Linked DNA regions of Pan troglodytes: regions 1 and 3 are each linked to region 2. Evidence: chromatin contacts called from public Hi-C data. All regions are on one chromosome and are shown on one strand. The core of a region is the stretch at or near the end of the contact, and the rest is flanking DNA. Distances in the headings are between cores, read along the strand shown.

Region 1 (2,700 bases), core at 105-2,604, 340 kb before region 2:
ATGTTCACCACAAGCTCCTATTTCATCAGGGAAAGCCATTAGGAAGGCAGGCTTAGGAGGTAGTGCTGATTTCTCTGCATTTTTCCTGAAATGACAGTAAGCAGGACAGGCCCTTTCTGGAAGAAATGCTCCCGTTCAAGTCCACTGGGTCTTTAAGAGCTCAAGAACAACCCTAAATGCTATACTGCAGTGGGTGGGAAAACATACTGGGCACCATAGGAAAAAAGGACTCCTACAAATCCACAACTTCATTCTTGCCTTCATTACAAAGACAGGTTAAAAGGCAAGGGTTTCAGCTCTATAATGTTCTCTTCCAGAGAAAAGATGCAGTATCTGTTAGATGCAGTTGTACTGGGATCATTAAAAAATGTCTTATCTCTTAAGCCCTTCTCTTGAGTTTTTAAACTATTTGGGTGATATTTTAACTCTGACTACCATCTCCCCATCCTGAGAACTTGGGAGTGGGTCTGCTAGTCTTATTTTACAAGAGCCTGGATTTAAAAAAAAAAAAAAAAAAAAAAAAAGGAATGCCTTGCCTTGTTCCAGCTGGTTGTCTACACTTCGGTCTTCCCATTCATGGTGCCTTTTCTTCTTGACCAATGTTGTGGATTTCCCATTTGTAAACTGAAAAACAGTAATAAATTTGCTTTGGTCTTTGTGCAGCTCTCTGAGAACTGAGGCCTGCTCCTGCTGGGGCCCTGTGGCTGTGCTGTGCCAGCTGGCACTCGAGCGATTTAACGCCTAGACGCATATTCCTTCCCCATGATAAGCAGAAAAGGGAAGGACTCGAGCAGGGAGATTGGAGTCTCTCCAGGGACCAGACTGGGAGAAGACAGGGAGCAGTCTGTACTCCACGGACTGTTCTGGCAGAGGCTGCCAAACGGGCAGGCTGCCAGGAGCCTCGAGGCCTGGATATCCATTTCTCCTGAAGAGGCATAGAATAGCAGGGAGGGCAGGGCTTTGGAGGCTGGAGTCAGGAAGGGGTCAACTGAAGATTCCCGCTTCCCGTGGGGAGTGAGGCGGTGACCACCTCCGAGTCTGACCTTTTCCTCTGCGGCTCAGTGAGGCGGCGCCCCAACCCCTGTGTCCTGCCCTGAACTCACTGAAGAGTTGCTTGACGACCAAAGGGTGAGGACCCCACAGGCCATGCCCTTCCTGCCTCTTCACAGTCAGCACGCAGGACCTCCAGAGCTCAGACGCAAGATCCTGGAAATGTGGAAAAGTTTGCATGCTTTGGTGCCTTCCCAGGGATACACAAAAGGAAGGCTTTGTGGTTTCCCATGATACCCCCATTCCCAGCCCCACATACTTCTGCCCGGAGTCACCAAAGCAAGCCCCGGTAATCCCTTAATAGCATGGCACTGTTTACAGCATGCGTGGGTAGACGTTATCTCATCTGGATCCTACCCCCGCCGACAACTCTGTGAGGTCGATGGCGTGACTATGATGACGTCCCACTGCACAGGTCTGGGAACTGAGACTCAGGGTTTTAGCAATTTCCCCGTATCCCACAGCTAGAAAGGACAACTGAGTATGAAACCTGACAGATCCGTCCCTAGACTCACTGCTCTTTCTACTCCCCCACGATGCTCCTCAGGCTCCCAGGGTTCTAAGACAGGTGACTGAGGGCTGGTTCGAGAGGTGGAGGAGGCAGGGGGGATTCTTGACTTTCCACTTCTGCCTCACCCCGGACTGTTCTGCTCTCATCTTTTTTAATGTTGGGACTTTACCAAAAAATGCTTCACTATTTAAAAATGATACTACAAACCTCTGTGTTTAGCAGTTTTAGGAAAGTGTGAGCAAAGGGTTGGAAAAGCTCAAGGCATTGCCCATCAACCCCCTCTCCCAGCTACATACACGGATTTTTGCTCTGTTAAGATGCAGCCAGGGAGTGAGAAGCCATCAGGACAACACCAGCTGCAGAGATTGCTGATGACTAGGGCAGTGGTTCTCAAACTGTGGCCACCAGCAGGAGCTGGGAACTTGTTAGACATGTAAATCCTCCACCCCACCCCCAGCCTCCTGAAGCAGAAACTCCAGACTGAGGGCCCAGCATCTGTATTTTACCCAGCCTTCCAGGTGATTCTGATGTGCACTGAAGTTTAAAAACCCTGGGCTAGGGCTTAGGGCAGGACACTGCCTGTGAAAAATAGGGCTCCCAGGTAGCTCCTGGTACCCTGCTCAGCTTCCAAGTCCCAGCCCTGACTTACAAAAACCCGTCTTCCTTAGTATTTGAGAATTAGGTAAATCATTATAGTGGACATGAGGATTCACACAAATAGCTGGATATAGACCTGCCTCCAGTCTTTTCTCTCCTCTCCTTTGAGAGGTTCTGAGGTGGGGAAAGGGGTTGGTCATGGTTTGAAGAGATGGAATCCTCAGAGGTAAACACCAGCAATTGAGGAAGGTGGCCCTGGTGCACAGCTTCACTAAGTGGCATTCCCTGGCTTCTCACATCCTGGGGTGGTCTGTGATGCAGGATGGGTGCAACTTCTGCTGTCCAGCTGTGCATTTCATAGACCCATGCGTGGTAGCCCCTCTAAGTTTAAGGTAAGGCAAGAGTCCCACAAAGGAGTTAGGATATGCAAGGAACTGGAAAATTGCTGTTAGTGCCTACACAACAGTCAGTCTGTTGACAAATATGTATTGAGTTTCTATTATGTAACAGGCCTGGGGTACAAAGGGTCTGCCCTCAGAGCT
Region 2 (2,700 bases), core at 184-2,683:
AGAATTGATTGAAACTGGGAGGCGGAGGTTGCAGTGAGCCGAGATTGCGCCACTACCTTCCAGCCCGGACGACAGTATGACACTCCGTCTCAAAAACAAAAACTAGCCGGGCGTGGTGGCGCGCGCCTGTAGTCCCAGCTACTCGGGAGGCTGACCCAGAAGAATCGCTTGAAACCGAGAGGCGGAAGTTGCAGTGGGCCGAGATCGCGGCACAGCACTCCATCCAGCGTGGGCTACAGGAGCGCAACTCCGTCTCAAAAAAAAAAAAAGAAAAAGACCTGGAACAAATGAACTGGAAGGTGCTAGGCAAATACATGATATATTTAAAACTTACTAAATTCTAAAGCGGTAACTAGTTGTCTGAAGGGGAGAGGGAGGAACCAGGGAAGAAAACTGGGTTTAGTGGGGTCAAGGGTTTGTAGGGAGGTCCAACAATTGCCAGTAAGGGTTTAATTTTTTTGTACCTGTAACCTCCATTCCCGAACAACCTTTACCGTCTTATCTACTCCTCTCTGGCAAATGCCTACCCTAAGAATACGCCACAGAATCACTACCACGCCGAATTAACTGTTGCCTCCTCTTAAGTTCCCGGGGACAATACTTCTGTGAATTCCAGACCAGGGCCGCTATGGATCGCGACTCCCAGCGGGCAGAGACCTACTCCCTCCTACAACCACTACCTGCTACATGACACCTTTGGAAAACCTTGGCTGACTAAATTTAAAAACCACATCACCCAAGGCACACATCTCCTACATCATACACGTCAATCTCCACAGCCTACGTAGGAAAATCCTCAAGGGAACCCCGGCACGAATTCAAGGCCAGACCCACAAGCCAGGTACACACCCACACGCCCACGCCCGCGCGCTGCCGGCGCCCCGGGGCCTGCTGGCCAGCACACCTCCACACCCGCGGCGCGGCCTCCGGGCAACTTACAGGAAGTTCTCCATCGAGATGCGGACGATAGAGCCTTCCACGAAAGGCCCGGACGACTGCAACAGCGGCAGCTGCGGGGCCGAATTCTTCCTCTTGCTCGGGACCTCCGACGAAGGGTCTCTCGGGAGAGCTCTCTTGGAAGGCTGGGGGCTTGGAGTTGACGTCTTCTTGCTCGGAGTCGCCATCCTGGTTTCCTCAGCGTCCCACAGCGACTTCCGTTCCCACCGTCCGGCAGCCCAGGCGCCCAAGCGCCCAACCACCCACGCGCCCCGCTCCCGCGCGAACTGCCGCGAACTGTTACCGCGCGCTCGCTCCCGCGATCTCGCGCCGCGCCTGCGCAGTTCAGGTCCGGCGACGTCAGCAGGCCCGCCCCGCCCCTCCCGCGCTCCGCCGCGCCGTGCGAGGCCCAGACTGAGGGCGAAACAGCAGGCAGGACTGGGTGGAGACGTTCGGGGACGTGGCAACTGGAGTTTCTTCTCCGTATATTTCGGCATTCAGTTCCTTTTTTTTTTTTTTTAAACTCAGGAAAAAATCTCAATTGCGTTTAGTATTTTGAAAGCCACTTTATTGCTTCCCGAGCCTCAGTCATGTGTGGTGGGAGGCTTCTGTGGGTGGCACCTGGGGCGTCCACGGCCGCCAAGGCAGGAGGACGTCAGGCCCTGCTTGCTCCCACCCTTTCCAGGTGAGAGCTCCCGGGCACGCCCGTCCTTGGCTCTTCGTCCTCTTGGTGTTCTTCCCTGTTGCTTCAAATCAGGTTCCTGTCTCAAAAATCCGAAAAAGAAATCCTCCCAAATGACTCTGTGCCCGACGCTCCGTTAAGGCATCGTGCTAGGCGTTCTCAAACTCGTGAAATGACTACACTGCACAGGTTAACCTCATTGCTACTCGTCCCCTTGCCTCCTAATTCTCTGGTTAAACTTCCGCCCCCGAGGTTTCTAGAAATCCCTGAGCTAGAATGCGCTGCCTTCATTAAGAGGGTGTTCTGCTTCCGTCTGCTCACATTCATCTAGTAAGCCCTCTCGTTAAAGAGGAGGCAGCACACCGAGGCCTGTCTAGAACTTCTTTCATTCAACCAACAGTGAATGTCTAATCTACAAGAAACTGGAGCCGTGGCAGTTTAGGAGCCTGCCAAGGTTGCATCCCTGGGAGCTTATTTTCTATTGTGGGAGACAGGAAAAGAACAAGTGAATCAACTGTGAAATTAAATAATTCAAACTTAAAGCTGTTGGAACTTTAAATTATTCTGAGCCTTGCGAAGAATGTGGCGATGGGGCCTGAGTCCCATGGCATACAGCTGCAATGTCTGCCTTGTTTTTTCCTATAATCAGGAAGACCAAACAGAGACAGAGGTAAGACCCCCTCAGATCACTACCCCCTTCATAAATTAATATAGTTATCTTCCTTGGAATGTAGCTATCTATAACTAATCTAATCGCTGTACTTTATGCACTGCTCTTGTATTGAAAATGTACTCCTGCTGAACCTTCTCTGTTTCTGCCTGTGTAAATGAAACCTTAACTTCACTTTGGAACATTGACCCTATTTGTTTGGAGTTGGTGTTTCCAGGTGGCTGTCCTCAAGCTTTGCGTTAGAATAAACTCTATACTTAATGATATTTTCTGAATTTCACTACTTAAGGCTGACACAACAAATGATTAGGATAATGTCGGACTGTGACAGGTGTTAGGAAGAAAACAAAATGAACCTGATGGGTGGGAGGTACGGAAGGCCTCTTAGAGAGGTGGTGGTGTTTAAGATAAA
Region 3 (2,700 bases), core at 127-2,626, 280 kb after region 2:
ACTAGGGAGGCTGAGGCAGGAGAATCACTTGAACCTGGGAGGTGGAGGTTGCAGTGAGCCGAGATCGCACCATTGCACTCCAGCCTGGGCAACAAGAGCAAAACTCTGTACCAAAAAAAAAAAGAAAACGAAAAAGGAAAAAAGAAAGAAAACAGCTCTGTGAAACTGTAGAGTACATGGCCACAAATATTGACTGCTGATTTCATATTCTTTATCATCCATCCAGTACCTCAAGCAGTAGAAGAAGCAGGTAAAAGTTAGTTTCCAGAAACAGTTTAGCAGTTCTTCAAAAAGTTAAACATAGAATATCATATGACCCAGCAATCCCACTCCTAGGTTTATGCCCAAAACCCTTGTGTAGATTCACTTCACTCTGCTTATCCAGTCATCAGTCAGTGGGCATCTGAGTTGTTAACCCTGTCTTTTGGCTGCTGTGAACAATGCTGCTGGGAACTTTTATATATGAATGTATGTGTGAGCAGATATTTTCAACTCTCCTGAGTATATTTCTAGGAGTGGAATTGCCGGGTCATATTTGGTAATATTTTTTTCATATTTTTTAACTTTTTGAGGAACTGCCAAACTGTTTTCTACAGTGGCTGTACCATTTTACATTCCAGAAATATATGAAAATTTCGTTTCTCCCCATCCTCACTAACACTCACTTAAAAATATATATATATATAGCCTTCTTAGTGGGAATAAAGTAGTGATTTTGATTTCCCTAGTGGCTAGTGATGTTGAGCATCTTTCCATGGGCTTCTTGGTTATTTGCCTATCTTCTCTGGATAAATGTCGATTCAGATCCTTTGTCCAAGATTAAAACTGGATTGTTTGTCTTTTCGTTATTGAGTTGTAAAATTCTTTATACATTCTGGATACTAGGCCCTTATCGGATATATTATTTACAAATATTTTCTCCCATTCTGTGGGTTCTTTTTAATTTCTTGATTGTGTCTTTTGACACACAAAATTTTTGATTTTGATGAAGTCTTTATTTATTTATTTATTTATTCTTTCTTTCTTTCTTTCTTTCTTTCTTTCTTTCTTTCTTTCTTTAGTTGCTTGTGCTTTTTGGTCCATGAGATCTTTGAACTCCAGCTTTCACTACCAACTAGGTCACCCCTTTCTTACTTTACTTTCTGGAGAACGAATCTGGTGGGACTCTGACTAGTCAATGATTGGCTGCTCCAGGGGCTGATCAAGGGATTTGAGGACCAAGAGTAACAGAGGGGGAAGGGATACTGTGGTCAAACAAGACCACCAGGTGTATGCTTTCAGCAAGGGGTATGAGTGAGGGATCACTCCCAAATAGGGCACGTGGGATGACCGCATTCTCCCCCTACCAAGAAAATTGTCTCCTCACTGATCTGACACCTGGCAGCTGGCTGCCACCCAGTGGCGGAAACGAGAAAGGCTTAGGGGGTGCTAGTTTACAGTTGCTAGTTAGGTGGCTAAAATTTTGCTAGAAATTTCAGTTAGGTCACACGTTGGGGAAGGATGGGTCTGGCGTTTGGATTGTTTGTGACTCGGTTGGGTTTAAGTGAAAAACGGGCTTGTCTTTCTACGTTTGAAACTGCTGTCACTGTCACTAGCGCACTGCCTCCACGTGATAGAGAGCTGCATTCTTGTAGGTAGGCATCACCGTTTTAGCTGGAGAAGTTTGCTTCATGACCCATATGTGTTCCATTTATATGCTACTTCTACTTTTTAAAAATAGATTTCTACCCTGCCAGCAGCAACCCCCTTAATTTGAGGTGATTTTCTGGCAGTGTGTTAGGACGAAGCTGTGGCTGTGAATCACAGCACACCTAACCTTTCGTCTTAAGTTTGACCTTCTTACTTCAAACTCTACACAATCAAAATAAGTAACCATAAATTGGAGAGGAAAGAGACGAATACACACAATTAATAAACTAATGATTTAGAAGTAATAACCCAGTAATAATATCAGGGTACTCTTCACCACAATTCAATTCAACTGTTGATTCGCTAATGACAGAAATCCATCTTGAATGAACTTAAACAAAAGAATGAATTTGGCAGGGCACAGTGGCTCATGCCTGTAATCCCAGCACTTTGGGAGGCAGAGGTGGGTGAATCATTTGAGGTCAGGAGTTCGAAACCAGCTTGGCCAATATGGTGAGACCCCGTTTCTACTAAAAATACATAAATTAGCTGGGCATGGTGGTGGGCGCCTGTAATCCCAGCTACTCGGGAAGCTAAGAGAATCATTTGAACCTGGGAGGTAGAGGGTTGCAGTGAGCCGAGATCGCACCATTGCACTCCAGCTTGGGCAACAGAGTGAGACTCTGTCTTAAAAAAAAAAAAAATGAATTCATAGTAAAGATGCTGGAGTATCTCAAAATCAAAGGTAGGTTGGATAACAAAATGATGAGAGAGGAATGTGTGTTATGGGGCCTCATGGGTAGTGATAGCCTAAACTTGGTCTTCAACTCTTCCTCTTTCTTTCCTTATGCTTCAGTCTGTGTTGAATTCAGTCAGTCTCTCTGCAAATGAGCATTTCCACATAGTAGGAAACATAAACACTGAAAGCTCCCATATTTCATGTTGCAGTAAGGGGCTAAATCATTGCAGAAAACAGCCATCTCTCCTGCAAGTTCACGCAGAAAGCATACACCCAGGGGTCATGCTTTACCAAGTGATTCCTGCTCCCTCTGCCACTCTACAATTAGGTGT

What was found. Hi-C and Micro-C count contacts between places; a contact is called where the count stands out from the background.
Region 1: a Hi-C map of stem cell-derived neural progenitor cells shows a contact between it and region 2, with 5 times the contacts expected there. The contact joins the enhancer-like site here to the promoter of SMC5 in region 2. A contact is called at or near these places in 1 of 7 Hi-C or Micro-C datasets (stem cell-derived neural progenitor cells) and 1 of 1 datasets of contacts at active chromatin or transcription factors (stem cell-derived excitatory neurons).
Region 3: a Hi-C map of stem cell-derived neural progenitor cells shows a contact between it and region 2, with 4 times the contacts expected there. The contact joins the enhancer-like site here to the promoter of SMC5 in region 2. A contact is called at or near these places in 1 of 7 Hi-C or Micro-C datasets (stem cell-derived neural progenitor cells) and 1 of 1 datasets of contacts at active chromatin or transcription factors (stem cell-derived excitatory neurons).

Annotation. Positions count from the first base shown.
Region 1 is chr11:61,108,170-61,110,869 of NHGRI_mPanTro3-v2.0_pri, reverse strand. The region is part of intron 20 of TRPM3 (transient receptor potential cation channel subfamily M member 3); the gene reads left to right. It overlaps LOC104007884 (a long non-coding RNA gene), which reads right to left. Exons shown (of 5, transcript XR_008537294.2): 4 at 537-624. Among named protein-coding and RNA genes, the nearest start is that of KLF9, 190 kb to the right of the region's middle. Within about 2 kb of position 1,354, at least 19 of the 24 cell types and tissues checked have an H3K27ac peak or open chromatin away from gene starts, as enhancers often do. A contact at or near this core is called in stem cell-derived neural progenitor cells, where this site is marked.
Region 2 is chr11:60,765,932-60,768,631 of NHGRI_mPanTro3-v2.0_pri, reverse strand. SMC5 (structural maintenance of chromosomes 5) reads right to left here and starts at 1,433. Exons shown (of 25, transcript XR_010148677.1): 1 at 940-1,433.
Region 3 is chr11:60,482,442-60,485,141 of NHGRI_mPanTro3-v2.0_pri, reverse strand. No RefSeq gene overlaps it. Among named protein-coding and RNA genes, the nearest start is that of MAMDC2, 72 kb to the left of the region's middle. Within about 2 kb of position 1,376, at least 2 of the 24 cell types and tissues checked have an H3K27ac peak or open chromatin away from gene starts, as enhancers often do. A contact at or near this core is called in stem cell-derived neural progenitor cells, where this site is marked.